Regions from separate parts of the Mus musculus genome. Here all the other regions are linked to region 1. Evidence: chromatin contacts called from public HiChIP or PLAC-seq and Micro-C data. All regions are on one chromosome and are shown on one strand. Each heading gives the region's core, a stretch centred on a gene start, on an enhancer-like site or on the middle of the called end of the contact. The rest is flanking DNA. Distances are from core to core; before and after follow the strand shown. Region 1 holds the start of Emilin2 (elastin microfibril interfacer 2). Region 2 overlaps Myom1 (myomesin 1). Region 3 holds the start of Smchd1 (SMC hinge domain containing 1).

Region 1 (5,105 bases), core at 1,084-3,583:
AGTGAGAACTTGTCTTAAAAAACAAACAAACAAACAAACAAACAAAAAAGGAAAATTGGGCCTGGAGAGATGGCCCAGTGGTTAAGTGTCTATACTGAAGACCCTAGTTTGATTTCCCACAATCACATCAGCCTGCTCACAATTTCCTGTAACTCTATCTCCAAGAGAGTCAACACCTTTGGCCTCTGCAGGCACCAGCACTTTTATATATAGGTGTGTGCACTCTCTCTCTCTCTCTCTCACGTGTGTGTGTGCGCACACATACATGTACTCACATGCACACATGAACACACAGGCACTCACACGCATACACACACATGGGCACTCACATATGCACACACACACACCCATATACACATGCACGTGCACACACTGCATGCACAGGTATATGCACATGCACCCGTACACACATGCATGCACACACATATAGGTGTACACATACACACACATACACACACAAGCACGCACACATGCACACACCCATATATACATGCACACGTGCACGCACATACTGCACACACAGGTGCTCACGTGTGCGCATACACACACACACACACACACACGCACGCACACACACACACACATACCCACATGCATACACACATGCTGCCGGTTGTTGATGGACATAACTTGTGGGTTGCCCCCTATTTTTTCCTTCACGCAGTCTCCATTTCTAGACTAGATCTTCCCCAGGACACTCAATGGACAAAATGGAGGTTAGAGCTGGGTGACAGAGAAGACAAAGAGAAAGGCATAGATCAGGTTACACAGGACAGTCTTTTATCTTTGTTATTTCTCCCCCGTGGCTCTTTTGAAGGCAGGATGACTTCAGTCCACTATTTGTATAATCTTCCACTTGGAAAGTTCATGAACGGATTATGTCCTTACATGGTACAATTTTCTACTTTGGGAATTTTCTTTCTTCAATTTGCAAATCAAAAGGACCCAATAAAACCATCAAAGCAAAGCATATGAGAAAATAAAACAACCAGTGGCTTCATTTAGTTTTATCAAAACATAGCCAACTTTCCCTGTCCCTCCAACCCCCAGCCAACAGTGTCATGTTAGTTCACAGGTACAGCAGTGAGCCTAGGCTTGCCAACTAGGGCGGGTAGGAGCAGCAACTAATTTCAAAGGAATAGCTCTCTCTCTCTCTCCTCTAGAATACCCCTCCTTGGTGGTGCAGTGTGTAGCCTAGGCTAGCCTCTAAGGTGAGTCTCTTGCCCCAGCTTCCCAAGTAGAACACCCTACCCTCTGTGGCTGATTTTATCTGTGGAGTCACTTTGGTCAGGCTATAGAGAAATTGGCAAAGACCCCTGTAGCGTTTGAATAGGCAGAAAACATGACCAACAGGGGGAGCAAGAGAGGGAGGGAAGGATGGAGGAATGAAGGGTTGGAGGGAGGCAGGAAGGCACCAACAGAATCTGAACTATTTAGATGCAAAGACAAAAAAAAACTATTATAATAAATGGTCTTTTAAAAATGTTTGCCCGCACATACATACTGTGTGCGTGTGTGCAGGCCAGAGATTAATGTCTTGTATCCTCTTGTCAATTGCTCTCTCTGGCACTCCCCCCTTGAGCTAGGGTCTGTCAGTGAGCCTGCAGCCTCAGAGATTCTTCTGTCTCCACCTCCTTAGTACTGGGATTACAGGTTTGTGAAAGCCTGTCTAACTTTTTATGTGGGTGCCTGAGGATCTGAACTCATGTCTTCATGTTTGCGCAGCATTTTACCGACCGAAACATCCGCCTTTAATACTGATGGAAAGAGAAACGTCCGAGCAGGACATCTCCTCATAAACACTGGAGTAGCAAATGACAGTTTGCAGCTGCGGGGAGGCAACCCCACTATCCAGGAGCAGCCCGCGCATTTGGAAAGTTCAAGCCGTGTACTAGCTGCGCCTAGGAGAGCTCCTGCGTCTTCAACTTTCGCCCAAGACCTTAAAGATTGATGGGTAGACGGCGGTGGGGCCTCAGAGGAAGAAATCGACGCTGAGTCCCCCTTGAGTAGGTTCCCCCCGCCGGGGGGGGGGGGCAATAACTGATGGGTGGTCCTGGGCTTCTGGCCGGAGAGAGGCCCCGGGGGATCGAGGTGGGGACCGCCCGAAGCTTGCTGCACTTCCGGAGGGGCTGGGGTCGCGCTGTTTGGAAGGTGAGAGGCGGAGCTGCTGGCGTTTGGGAAGAGACCAAAGGAATGTGTAATTGAAAAGTCTGTAACCAAGACCCCGGTTCCTAACCCTTTGGCTCTTTCCCCGAACCCCCTGCCGAGAGGCGATGGGCCGAGAGATGGTGAAGGGAAGAGTCACGTTTCGGAGAGGGAAGTGAATTAAAGAGGGCGGCACCCGGGGGGACCTGTGCGTCATTGAGGGACCGCGGAGCGGCCAGTGCGGAGGCGTGGGGACGAAGAGCCAGAGGGGCCGCCGAGCGCCCGAGCCCGCTGCCGGTTCCCGCGGCCCCGCCGCCTGCAGCCTTGTGGGGCTCAAGATGTGTCAGGAGACCCCGCCCCGACCCCGAGCACCCAGTCGCTGGACGCCGGCCCTGCTGGCCCTGCTGGCCCTGGGCGGCGCGGGACTGTGCCACGCGAGCTCGCAGCCTGGGTACCACGCGAGGCCCAGTGCCAGGAACAAGTAAGAGTGTGTCCCTTATGCTCGCCCCCAGCCCTAGAGTCCCAGATCCTAGGCGGTCACTCCCGAATCCGCCTGCGGGCTCCAGAGCTGCCCCGGCAATGGCGACGGGCGGTAGCAGAGAGAGCCCCATAGGCTTTTGGGGTGTCGCCACCCCCGGGTGGCCATGTGCTCCCCACCAGGCGCCCCAAGCATCCTGAAGCGAACCCGGGCAATGGGGAGTGTTCGGCAGAACTACGGGATCTGCCACCGAGCCCGAACACGAACACATCCTGTTCTGCAGGTTTGGGACTCTTTGGTGTTCCAAAGACGCAAGAGACACCCTGGGGTGGCAGCTTTGGCAAGCTCCTGCCTTCAGCGCTGGTGACCGCCAACTTGTTGGGTCAATTCGTCTCCCCCTTCTCCCCATTGTTCTCCAAGTTTATCCAGCCCTTTTCTCTCTACCCCAGAAACTGGTGCGCCTACATCGTGAATAAGAACGTGAGCTGCACGGTACAGGAGGGAAGCGAGAGTTTTATTCAAGCTCAGTACAACTGTCCCTGGAACCAGATGCCCTGTCCATCCGCCCTGGTGTAAGTCGGGGAGCACGAGGGCCGAGTGGGTGGGTGAGGTGGAGCGCTGGACTTCAGTCCTTGTGGAAATCTCTTCCAGACCCTCTACAAAGTCTGATATCTGCACGGCTCACAGCTACTCTGGGCTATTTAATGGTGTGCTGTTCTGCGTGAACCTTGAAGATGCGCAAAATTTGGGAGTTTGAGATTCCCTAGGCCACAGGAGAGGATGAACAAAGGCCCCACCCCCATCTCTCTCTCTCTCTCTCTCTCTCTCTCTCTCCTCTCTCTCTCCCCCCTCCTCTTTCAATTTTATTACTAACATAAGGCAGCTGAACCTAATTAGATCCATATTGTATGTTCTGGGTCGCATAGAGATTCTAAAATGTTTTAAATGAAGGATTAGCCGAGAGGTTTGACCAGTTGGAGTTCTGAAGGAGGTGAGTTTTGTCCCAACTGTCCTCTTCAGCGTTATGATTTTCTAAACTAAACTCCTCAGGTTGCTTTAGAACGTTTGTCCCTTTTCTTCTCAAGTTGGGTTTGTGGATTCTTGAGGCAGATCTCCGAATGGAATAGCCCTTGGTGATGTGCAGAATAGTTAAACATCTTTTTTGCTCATAAAGATTCCAGCATCTTAAAAACTGGGCACGGGGGCGGGGTGGGGGGGGGGCGATGATTTGTTAGCGCGGGTTCTGCGAACACATTGTACTCACCCAATTGGTGATCAGGGAGCTCTTTGAGTTTTTGTGGAAGCCAGATCTCAGGAGACCGCTGGTGTGGATAAAAGGCTGTTGGGGACACGTGATGGTGAGGATTGTTTCCACTAAGAATAAGCTGTTTGTCTTCGAGCACATTGTCAGCGCCGTACAGAATGGTCAGTGGTGGGCAGTTCTGTCTCTGGCCGGGCTCAGGACAGGCTGAGCTTGTATCCCCAGCAAGCTGATTCAGGGGGCAGGGAGCAGACAAGGCTGTAGACAGTAGGTCACCGGGTCCCACCCAGGCTGCGTGTGGGAACCACAAGCAGGTAGAGAGTTCCTGAGAGGCAAAAAGAAAGTTATACAAACTTGCAGAAACACAGGGAAGCCCTTTACTTTTTATTTTTTAACATATAGGGGAAACAGCTGATACAGATTTCCTGGCCGGCCCACACAGAGATTCAGAACTGTCAACCTGCCTTAAATTGGTCTGTATTTCGATTTAGACTTCACAGTCCATGGCCAGCTACTGGTGACAGGACAGCCAAGTGAGGTTTTGACACTGTGACAGAAACACGAACTGAGTATTCGACACAGTCCAGAAGGGTTTGCTTGCCATTAGAATTGGATTGAGAGCCAGGACAATTTCATTCACTTTACACAAGAGTTATATTTTGTATTTTCCTACAATTTTAATTCTTACTATGACACTTCAGAGATAAATTTTTCATTAAAAATAAAAATTAAGAGGGGTGGGTGGGGAGATGGCTCAGTAGGTAAAGAGTACTTGCTATGCCAGCTTGAGACCCTGAGATTGAATCCCTAGCACTCACATAAAAACACTGGAGATGGGGACTGCCAGGCAGCCTCAGCACTACGAAATGGTGGGCAGTGTGGGATGGCTACTTCCTGCTTGCTACCAGCTAAGCTCCAGGTTCAGAGAGAGACCTTGTCAGAGGGTAAGGTAGAGAGTGAAAGTTGGACATCTGACATCTCTGCTTCTACAAGCGTCTGCACGTGTGTGTGCGCACACTGAACATACACACCTGCACACATGTGCACACACACTGAAGACACCCATACACAATGAACACATCTGTATACACATGCGCACACACACTGAACACATATGCATATATGTAAACACATGGGCACACACATGTACATACTGGACACACACAAATAATACATGCATACATACATAATAGTTACATGCATGCATACATACATACACAC
Region 2 (5,105 bases), core at 1,802-4,301, 220 kb after region 1:
TACTGTCGGCTTTGGAAGCATGACCAGTTATTCATATCGACCATTATCTTACCTATAATCCTTTCCCAGAGACAATGAATCACCCTGTTTTCTCTTTATTATAGTAAAGACATGACTTAAGTTTATAAAAGATGTTTGGTCTAAAAAATCTTAATTTCCCCCACTAAAGCTAAAGACGAGACTTCAATGCAAAGAAGTCCCAGAACTAAAAGCATATGGTAGGTCCATTGGCTCCACCTCTCTCAGTTCAGTAGAAACCTTTGTACTGTACAGCCTCACCCACCTGGAGCCTGGCTCCAAACCAACAATTAAAGAACACAGTTCTCTAAGCGCCAGGGCTCATGTGCCAAAGTCTGCCTTAGGGTCCTGCTCACCGGGAATTCCAGACTGTCACACCAAATCTATTTATACTTTACTAGTGACGGCGCTGGCAACTCTAACTGGCGACTTCCTTAGCAGATTAAACTTAATAAATAGAGATGAACCTACTTCTGTTAAACATGTTAAGAACAGAAAACAACCAGAAAAAAGAGAGAAAAATACCAAATTCCTTCTGTCCAGTAAAGGTATCACTACATTGCAATCTTGTGCTACAAATAAAGTTTGTAACTATGGCTCGGAGCCATATACAGAAAGTAAATAATAAGGTCCGGTACATGGCATCCAAAAGTGTTTATTGAAACACATACTCTTTTCAAACAATCACGTAGAGTCTTAAAGTGAAAAATAACTGATGGTTTGGCAGTGAGTTCTCAGGTAAATAGAACAGTTAGATACTTAAAACTGAACTTTAATTATTTATTCATGCATTCATACTTTGATAAACAGGCGAGTGGGGAAAAAAAAAAGCACCGCGCTGATGGCAGGAGCTTTTCTACATCATCTTACACTTAAGAGCCTAAGCAAGATCAAGCCTGTTGCTCTGCTGTCAAAAGAAAGGGCTCCCTAGGAACAGACTCATCTAGGTGAAAGGGCGAGACACTTTCCTTAACGCTGGGTTGGAAAGGGGAACCAAAGACTGCAATGATTTTTTTCAGGAACTCCTTCTGAATCTGTTTAAGAACATGAAAATTCACCTCCTACACCAGGAGATTTGAGTAGAGAGAGAAAAAAAGTGAGAGATTACTTTGTCCTGACAAGGTGTTACAGGTTGTCCTGGGGCTACAGAGATGGCTCAGTGGCCATGTTTTATAGAGGATCTGAGTTTGGTTCCCAACACTCACAAAAGGCAACTCACAACTGACTGTTCTCTGGCTCCAGGAGATCCAACACCTTCTCTAGACTTCACAAACACCTGCACTCATGTGCACAAAGCCCCCCTCCCCCTCCTCCCTCCCCTCTCTCTCTTCCCCTTCCCTCATGCATGCATACACACAAACACACAGTTAAAAATAAACCCTTAAGAAAAAAAAAAAGTTGTCTCCAGTCAGCTCTTCAACCTCAAATGTCCTCAAATATTAAGGATAAAAATCCTTAATATAGACATGGGGAATGTGATCTCACAGATGATATTGCAATGCCCCCCCCCCCAGACATTGGGAACTCTCGGGATGATAATGGGCTAAGAAATGGTCAGAGATAACATGAACTACTTGAAAATGAACTGATCCTATCCCGATTTTCTCTTTCTTAAAACTAAAAGTAAATAGATGAACAACTTAAAAGATTAAAACTCAGTGAGCTGTTTACTTTTCTGCCCATCTCATAACAAGATATAATTTTAAAGTCTTTTACATGGGCGGTATCCTAAGCTTTATTGTCCTGCTTCATGTACATATGTGCACAAGGATGACATACGCCTGGCTTTTAAACCCTCAAAAGAGGAGCAGAATATCAAACAACAGTGTGCCAACTGTCACCAGTGGCTCCCATCTCTAAGCTGTCTTATTTATTTATATTTATCACACTCAACTGGCCTACTATCTTGGTACCTACCCTGTGGCCTCCACTAGACTCGGCTTTCCCAGCTCAACCGTCACAACCATGTGAACAACAAGATGCCTAGGATGAAGGGCACACACTGATGCTACGGGAGTCATGCTGCTCAAGTCACGGTAGTTGTTATTGTTCAAATATGAAATGTCCCTTATAGGCTCGTGTGGTGATGCCTGGTGGTAGCAGTGTTGGTTGTGGTGATTCTTGTGGTACTACTTTGGGAAGCCCAGGGCCCTCTGGAAGTAGGGACTATGCTGAGGATATAAGTCACTGAAGATGGTCTCCTGCCCCTTTCTTCCTCTTTGCTTCCTGTCTGCTACAACATGAGCTGCTCCACCATGTCTTCCTTGCATGGTTGACTAAAACCTCTCAGACCACGAGGTCAATGAATCTTTCCTCCTTTGAAGATTATGTCCGATAGCTGCCACCACTGAGAACTGTGTGCTGGGGTCCAAGGGACAGTTAGGAAGCAGGTATGAGAGCAGTTTTCTTAATTAGCCACTAGTGCTCATCTTCAGAGGAAGCCAGCCTCCTGCCTCAGAATCCCTTAGAGTCCACCCTGAGGCCCCTTGTCCACCTTTGCCTTCTCAGGGCCTTACTAGGTGCTGCATCAACCAAATTGTAGACATTCAGCTGTTAGCTAAATCCCAAGTCATTTTTCTTTGGGAGAATGTAGTCTCCTAGCCTGCTCTGCTGCTTGGGCCCAGCTCCTACTTGAGGCCCTGCTTGGTGTCTGGGGGGCGAGGGGAAGGAGTCTCCTGCCCATCACCTGACTCTCCCACCTGCTACTCTGTTTCTCTGACAAGAATAACTACAAGCTGCACCGCTAACCAGTTAACCTCCTGATCACCTGCCAGGCCAGGTCTCTTTTATTCCCTATCTGATCTGGCTCACCTGGCCTCCACTTCCATTGCTGCTGTGATACAATCAACCAGACACTGTTTAAAAGTGTCAAGCATCAAGAAAAAAAAAAATGTCTTTTTAGGCACCACCAAATTTACACTAAATAGTTCTAACCTCTTCTTTCTGAGGGTTTCTTTAGCTAACAGCTGTCTTGGGAAATCACCACAGGCACACTTGGTCTGTTGTCTGGCTTCTCATTACCAACACAATTGGACTTTGTAGCAGGGCTGGACAACATCTCCTTGGAGCTTCTTTGACTTCAAAGGGAGGCTGATGATCCTACTGACTCCAGTGGATTAAGTGAACTTTCAGCTGAAGTCTAATTACAACCGAGGTATCTTGTTCAGTGTACTTTCAGTGTGCTGTTACTTGAGAAGCCGTATTTTTACCGGAGATTTTAATAATGTATTGCAAATGAAGGTGTTTTTCTCAAATAAAGGCCAAGGGTTTCAATGATCTGAACAGAATCCAGAGTACTTTCTCGCTAAGGGTTGCAAGTTTCACACCCAAAGTCTTGAAATTGATAACATTTCTCTCCTTCTTCCTTCTATTCGTTCTAACATAAAGTCAGCAAAACAATACACTTAACACTTAGAAATGGAATGAGGAAATTACGTAAATTTTAGTCTACATTTAAGTTTTGTTAGCCAGCAACTAACAAAACCTTGAATCCTAGCTCCTAGCCTATTTGGCTTTGCAGTTTGTACAGAGGTCTACCTTAGCTCTCACCATACCAAGCTGTAAACTCTGTTGATGATCCCATGTGATCATAAACCTAACCAGCCTATCCCAGGGCACATACAGGACCTGCCACGCAGTATCATGTTGCAAGAAACTCATGTTGCAAGAGTGGCCATGCCTGCTGACTAGAAACCGATTCCAAACATCACAGGGAAGCATTTTGGCTTTGTGTGCCCGAGGATTCTTTCCTAAGCTGTGAGCGGCTAAGTGTATTCATGTCTGCAGCTGTTAACTTGAGTTACATCCCAAGAATGGAATGGCCATAGATGTGACTTTTGGTGCTTTTCCAAATCAGGAACACGGAACTTGTGTTCAAGAGGTCCACAGCCAGCCCCCAATGATAGTCATGCTAACACGGCATCTGGCTGGCAGCCTGCCATTAGGAAGGTCCTGACTTATTTGGGAACCTATAGCTTAACAGGTGCTTTGTTCTAGATGGGCAGTTCCCTGATACAGTAATCTAAATGTTCTCTGAGGGGTAGATACTGCACATGAACCCATATAAATGTCTATTGGATACCACTGATGTTCACAGCTGAAGAGTCTGACCCCAAGACACCTGTACGCGTGCGCACTTATACATGCCCTGCTGTCTCTGTGTAGCTGGTCATGTGCGCACTTATACATGCCCTGCTGTCTCTGTGTATCTGGTCATGTGCGCACTTATACATGCCCTGCTGTCTCTGTGTAGCTGGTCATAGCATTTTCATCTTTCTTTGGGAATTTTGCAAAGGTTACTATGAAGTGTAGAATTAGCTGCCTCATCCTGTAAAGCTCGATTTTGTCCAATAAATACCTACCAACGGGTTTAGGAGGAGACAAAAGCAGTCATGAAGAAACAGGAAGCAGCGGGCAGACTTGGGAGAGTACGCTGCTGATATTTTTCAAGTAATAAAAGGAGTAGAAATTTCCTGTTTACAGTGTTCTCATCAGGAAAATAAATATGACTTTTTCTCTTTGCCCTGTGTTTGTTTCGTTTCTGAAAACAGGCACACAAAAGCAAAGGCCCTTTATGCTAGAATGTTTTTTTTTTTTTAGAAAAGTAACCGGAAAATAATTTTTATCCTTTACTGTTACTCGTACTTCAGTGAACAGAAATAAAACTTTTAAAACAGAACAAATTGAACAGGAACGAGATCATCATTTTCGTGTTGTTGGCTGATGAAACACATGGTGAGCAAAATCAAAAGAAGATTAATATTTCAAGGTATGAGAGCATAACGTGGAACTCAAATTTGATAGTGGGCAGACTATATGTTATTATTTATGTGATATGCAGAATGCATAATATTACATGCTGCATGTATGGGATGCACATGAAAAGGCTTTGTTGGAGCACAGCCACGTCTGCTCATGCCCTGGCAGGCCAAGGAGCTGGAACAAGGACCATGAGGCTGAGAAGCTGAAAATACTACCTTGCCCTTGATGGAAAGTATGCTGACCTCCAGTTTAACTTCAGAGCTAGATTTGCATACATCTTAATCTGTATAAGGGACGTGCCCACTTCCTGGGATATTCCAGGTCCT
Region 3 (5,105 bases), core at 1,288-3,787, 160 kb before region 1:
GCCTCCTGAGTGCTGGGATTAAAGGGATGCGCCACCGCATCCAACTCCTTAGAGCTGTCTTTAATAATGCTGCTCAGAATCTTTTCTTTTTTTTTTTTTTAGATGACAACTGAGAAGCTAATTTTAAAAAATGATGCCGGGTAGCAAGCATAATAGTAACAGAATTGTGCTGTTTTCTGGTATCCCCACCCCCATTTGAACGGCGTGTTCTCGATGTCGCTACAAGTTTGTTCAAATGACAGCTGGTCCTGGAAATGCTGTTACTGCTATTGATGAATAACATACTACTCTCACTTTTTTTTTTTTTTTTCGAGACATGGTTTCTCTGTAGCCCTGGCTGTCTTGGAACTCACTTTGTAGACCAGGCTGGCCTCAACTCAGAAATCCACCTGCCTCTGCCTCCCAAGTGCTGGGATTAAAGGCGTGCGCCACCACGCCCGGCTCACTGTTACATTTTTAATGTAAATATTTATACATACAGGATTTGAACCTTTGGAGACACTAGCTATGCTGTGATGTTAGGAAAAAGTATCCTAGTTCATCATGCTGAGTTGATATCACAATAGTTAAGACGGTCCAGGAATTGTACACACTGTATTAAATATGTAAGGTCTTATCTATGCGGGCTGGGTTATAGAAACTAATGTTCTCTAAATAATGAGAACAAATAAAAAAAATCCACATTAGGACCAGCTGTTAAGGATTTGATTCCCTGCACCTGCATCTGGAGGCTCACAACCATCTCCAACTTCAGAGAATGGAGTCCTCTGACCTTCAAAGTGCTTCTGTTTTTACTTATGAGATTTATAATTTGGTATTACAGAGAAATTGCCCTGTTGACCCTTTGGCTGTTAAGCCCCAATTTGCTGAACCACAAAGGCAATTCATCTTGCTTGTTAACTAAGACTTAGAGAAATGATTTGTCTTTCTCCAGTTGTTCAAATCAAACACGGCCCATAAAAGGGATAGAAGGAAATGGTTGTGTGAGTTTTAAAGATAAAATGTAAAATGCCAGCTAGGAGTAGTGACTCATACCTCTGAAGCCATCAAGGGTTCAGGTTGGGTCAAGGCAGGAGGATCAAAGTTTGATGTAGGCCTAGGAAGACTGACAAAAAGCAAATTACAATAAGATTTTACAGAAATCTCATGATAGTTGGAGGTTATTCTCGTGTCTCCTGTCTCTCAGGTGCCCTTTCAAGAACATGACCAGCTTTTGGTCACAACTTCACCTACCTCACCTACTGTTTCATTTTCTCTTCTTCCAGTCATACTATTTATGCCGCTCTACGCAAACCTTCACACTTTTGTATGTCTGGCCAACTGTCCTTGGTGCCAACAACCCGGTCTGTTTCCAAGGTGCATTGACTTTGAGTCTAGCTTTACCATTGATCATTAAGGCTCCTGCGAACCTAGTAAAACAGCACCCTTAAATCTGATCCAACTTCTAGACACATAAAAGAACTCAATTAATTAATGGGTTTCATTAATTTACACGTTTCTCTCAAGTACAAAGCATCCAGGTTTTAAGAATCAGAGAGCAAGCATCTGGCAAGGTTACCCGCCCCCCCCCATTCCTTGCTATCTGTAGAGTCAGAAGCGCATCCCCCAATAATTATGCTCAAGTTTTCTTTTTTATTTATTTATTATTGGATATTTTCTTTATATACATTTCAAATGCTATCCCGAAAGTTCCCTATGCCCTCCCTCCACCCTGCTCCCCTACCCACCCACTCCTGCTTCTTAGCCCTGACATTCCCCCGTACTGGAGCATATAAAGTTTTATGCTCAAGTTTTCGAGGAGGCTGTCTTACACATTGCACGCTTAGAAGCTGACTCAACCTCGGTGAGTAGGTTAGGTATTATCCCAAGACTCCCAGCCGCCTAAAGCCTCAGAGCCTGGCTAACCCGGGGGCGCGCATCGCGGCCTCGTGACGTCAGAGACCCGCTCTTCCTCGAGGCCGAGCTTTTGTCTCATTGTCCCACAGTAGAACCCACCCACGACGGCGAAGGAAGCGTGCAAGCAGAGCGGTGCCCGGTGTTTTAGCTAGTGTCCACCGCACCGGGACCCAGGTGGTGCAAGCTTCCAGCCGCCGCGTCCGCCCGACTTGGTAGCGCCCTGGAGACCGCATGGCTAGGGGGAAGGCGCCAGGGCCCTGCAGCGGGAGCCTGCATAGACCCTGGGGCGACACGCTTGCGAGTTGCGCCCCCCCCCACCTCCCCCCGCGAAGGCCCCTAAGGCGCTGGAAGCCAGCTTCCAGGCCGTCCCCAGTCCCCGCGGTCCGCAGGAGCCCGGGGGCGTGGCCTGGGCGCGAAGCCCCGCCCCACCTTGGCCAGCCCCGCCCCGCCCCACGGCCTGCTGGACTAGCCGGGTCTCCGTCCGCCGTCCTCTTCCTCCTGCGCAGCAGCCACGGCGGCGGCCCGCTCTCAGGTCACGGAAGGAGGCTTGGTGGGCGGCGGCGTACGTAGCTGGCGGGCTCTGAGGCGCGCTCAGCGCGTCCCTGTGTTCGCGGGTCGCGGAAGTGACGTACGGCACCCCGGCAGAAGCGCGTTTGAATCGGTTCCCGGGTTACTTCCCGGCCGCTGCCCACAGTCGGTGCTGCGCGGCCCGCTGAGGCTCGGAGCCGCGGCGGCTGGAGCCGAGGGCACGCGCGGGGTCGGTGTCTCCGGGAAGCGCGCCCGAGAGCCGCAGGGCCTTCTCTTTTTTTCTCCCTCAACATGGCAGCGGAGGGCGCCAGCGATCCCGCCGGCCTCTCGGAGGGATCTGGGAGAGATGGCGCCGTCGACGGCTGTAGGACGGTGTACTTGTTTGACCGGCGCGGGAAGGACTCGGAGCTAGGGGATCGCGCACTGCAGGTCTCGGAGCACGCGGACTACGCGGGGTTCCGCGCTTCTGTGTGTCAGGTACGTCCCGGGGCGCTGGAGGGATGCTCGCGAGGAGGTGAGGGTAGGTGGCCTGAAGCCTGGGTGGGTCACCGCCATAAACTTGTCAGATGGCCGGGATCTTGCGGCCTTGGCCTCTGCCGGGTGCCCACGTTGCGGATGATCCCTGGTTGGATGTCCCGGCCGGCCTGGCTTTGGCCAAGAAGGATGGGATCACGCCCCTCCGTGGGCCCGTGCTGGTCTAGCGTTCGGGACTTCCAAGTTAGTGGGCGCTTATAGGTTTAGTTACTGCTTTATGGTTGCAGAGTAGTTAGTGCATCCTCCTGTCGGAGAAGCACCTGTGTTTGTCCTAGTTTGTAACTTCAGAAGATGCAGAGTTGCATCCACTGGACAGTCAGTGTTGCGAGGGTTGCGCTGTTTGGTGGTGGTGGGGGGGTGAGATTCCAGGAGTCCGGGTACCTCAGGTTCAGGGAGGTGATGGAGGGAGTCTTTTACCGGCTTGTCTTGTCAGAAAGGTTTGCCTGGTCCGTCCCAGCAGGATTCTTCTACAGAGTAATACTAAGTTAGGTTAGTATTAGGAGCTGTCCTGGTTCTCTGAGCTCCAACTTCCTTGGGAGTTCCTGAACTAGCTCTAAGTGACCATGCGGACAACAAAGAACGAGTATACCTGCTTGGGGGGAAAAAAAAAAGAATGACTACGTAGCAAGACGTGCTTTATACTGTGAGATGCTTTATAGGTTGTTGTTGTTCTTACTGTTGCCTGAGCTTGAGTATGTTGGGGGAGGGGTATTGCGGGGTTTTGTTTTGAGGTCTTGCTGTGTAGCTCAGGCTAGCCTAGAAGTCTCTGTTGACCAGGTTGGCCTCGAACTTTATCCGCCTTTGCTGTCCAGTGTTGGTAGTCACAGACCCAAGTGCCACCGTTCTGGGCTCTGAACTTTTAAAAGAAGAATATGGCAATAAAACAGTGTTTTAAACAGTGTTTTCCTTCCAGAAAACCTAGTTTAGGACACTGATTCTCAGCTTTCCTAATGTTGTGATCCTTTAATACAGTTCCCTATGGTGTGGTGCCCCCCCACCCCAATTATTCTAGTTGTTACTTACTAACTGTTATGAATTGTAATGTAAATGTCTGTTTTCTTATGGTCAGAACCACTGTCCTAAGATAGTACCTTGTATATTTGTTGAAAAAATTCAAATTGAGTTTGACTTTGCCAAAGTGGGCTTTCTTTTTCCTTTTCTTTTCTTTTGGTTTTTCGATTCTTTTTCTCTATTTCTTTTTCTTTTTCTTTTCTTTTTCTTTTTTTTTTGGGGGGGGTTTTCGAGACAGGGTTTCTCTGTATAGCCCTGGCTGTCCTGGAACTCACTCTGTAGAACTCAGAAATCTGCCTGCCTCTGCCTCCCGAGTGCTGGGATTAAAGGTGTGTGCCACCACGTCAGGCTCCGGCTTCTCTCTCTCTCTCTCTCTTTCTTTCTGTCTTTCTTTCTTTCTTTCTTTCTTTCTTTAAAAAAAGTGTTTCATTCATTGTTTTTTTTCCTACTTTTTTTTTAAGATTTATTTATTTAATGTATGTGAGTACACTGTTGCTATCTTCAGACACACTAGAAAAGAACATCAGATCCCATTACAGATGGTTGTGAGTCACCATCTGAACTCAGGACCTCTGGAAGGGTAGTCAGTGCTCTTAACCTCTGAGCCATCTCTCCAGCCCAAGAGTAGCATTGCTCTTAACCACTGGGTTATCTCTAGCTCCTGGATCTGTCTTCTTTGCTCTGTTGGTTTATGCTACAGATCTCATGGTGTTGTTTGTATTAACAGTTGGGCTGAGTCAAACACTTACATAGTTGTCCTCCTGGTTTGTTTTCTTATTTTCGTTTCTTCTTAAAGATTTGTTTATTTATTTTATATATGTGAGTACACTGTAGCTGTCTTCAGACACAAGTGGAGGGGGCTTCGGATCCCATTACAGTTGGTTGTAAGCCACCATGTTGTTGCTGGGAATTGAACTCAGGAGCTCTGGAGGATCATCGAGTGCTCTTTAACCACTTATCCATCTCTTCAGTCCTTGAAGTTTGTTTTCTAGAATGTGATAAAACATTGTGACCAAAAGCAACTTTGGGGAGGAAAGTGTTTGTCCATCGTTGAGGGCAGCCAGGGCAGGAGCTGAAGGTAGAAACTGAAACTCTGACTGTGGAAGAATGCTGCTTATGGTTTGTTCTCCCTGGCT

What was found. Hi-C and Micro-C count contacts between places; a contact is called where the count stands out from the background. HiChIP or PLAC-seq counts read pairs in DNA pulled down with a chosen protein or histone mark.
Region 2: a contact with region 1 is called in an H3K4me3 HiChIP or PLAC-seq map of bone marrow-derived macrophages, with 2.1 times the contacts expected there. The contact joins the enhancer-like site here to the promoter of Emilin2 in region 1. A contact is called at or near these places in 2 of 39 promoter capture datasets (liver and pre-B cells), 1 of 15 datasets of contacts at CTCF or cohesin (large pre-B cells), 2 of 484 Hi-C or Micro-C datasets (Th1 cells and macrophages), 3 of 115 datasets of contacts at active chromatin or transcription factors (bone marrow-derived macrophages, embryonic stem cells and pancreatic cancer cells) and 1 of 9 other capture datasets (adipose tissue).
Region 3: a contact with region 1 is called in a Micro-C map of embryonic stem cells, with 5 times the contacts expected there. The contact joins the promoter of Smchd1 here to the promoter of Emilin2 in region 1. A contact is called at or near these places in 3 of 484 Hi-C or Micro-C datasets (embryonic stem cells and hematopoietic stem and progenitor cells), 3 of 115 datasets of contacts at active chromatin or transcription factors (effector CD8 T cells, embryonic stem cells and memory CD8 T cells) and 3 of 9 other capture datasets (adipose tissue, liver and pancreatic islet).

What each region holds. Positions count from the first base shown.
Region 1 is chr17:71,308,239-71,313,343 of GRCm38.p6, reverse strand. Emilin2 (elastin microfibril interfacer 2) reads left to right here and starts at 2,333. Exons shown (of 8, transcript NM_145158.4): 1 at 2,333-2,626; 2 at 3,073-3,195. The coding sequence starts at 2,484.
Region 2 is chr17:71,092,612-71,097,716 of GRCm38.p6, reverse strand. All of the region lies in intron 21 of Myom1 (myomesin 1), which reads right to left. Among named protein-coding and RNA genes, the nearest start is that of Myom1, 76 kb to the right of the region's middle. Within about 2 kb of position 3,051, at least 43 of the 459 cell types and tissues checked have an H3K27ac peak or open chromatin away from gene starts, as enhancers often do. A contact at or near this core is called in bone marrow-derived macrophages and liver, where this site is marked.
Region 3 is chr17:71,472,775-71,477,879 of GRCm38.p6, reverse strand. It overlaps Smchd1 (SMC hinge domain containing 1), which reads left to right and starts at 2,537. Exons shown (of 48, transcript NM_028887.4): 1 at 2,537-2,901. The coding sequence starts at 2,716.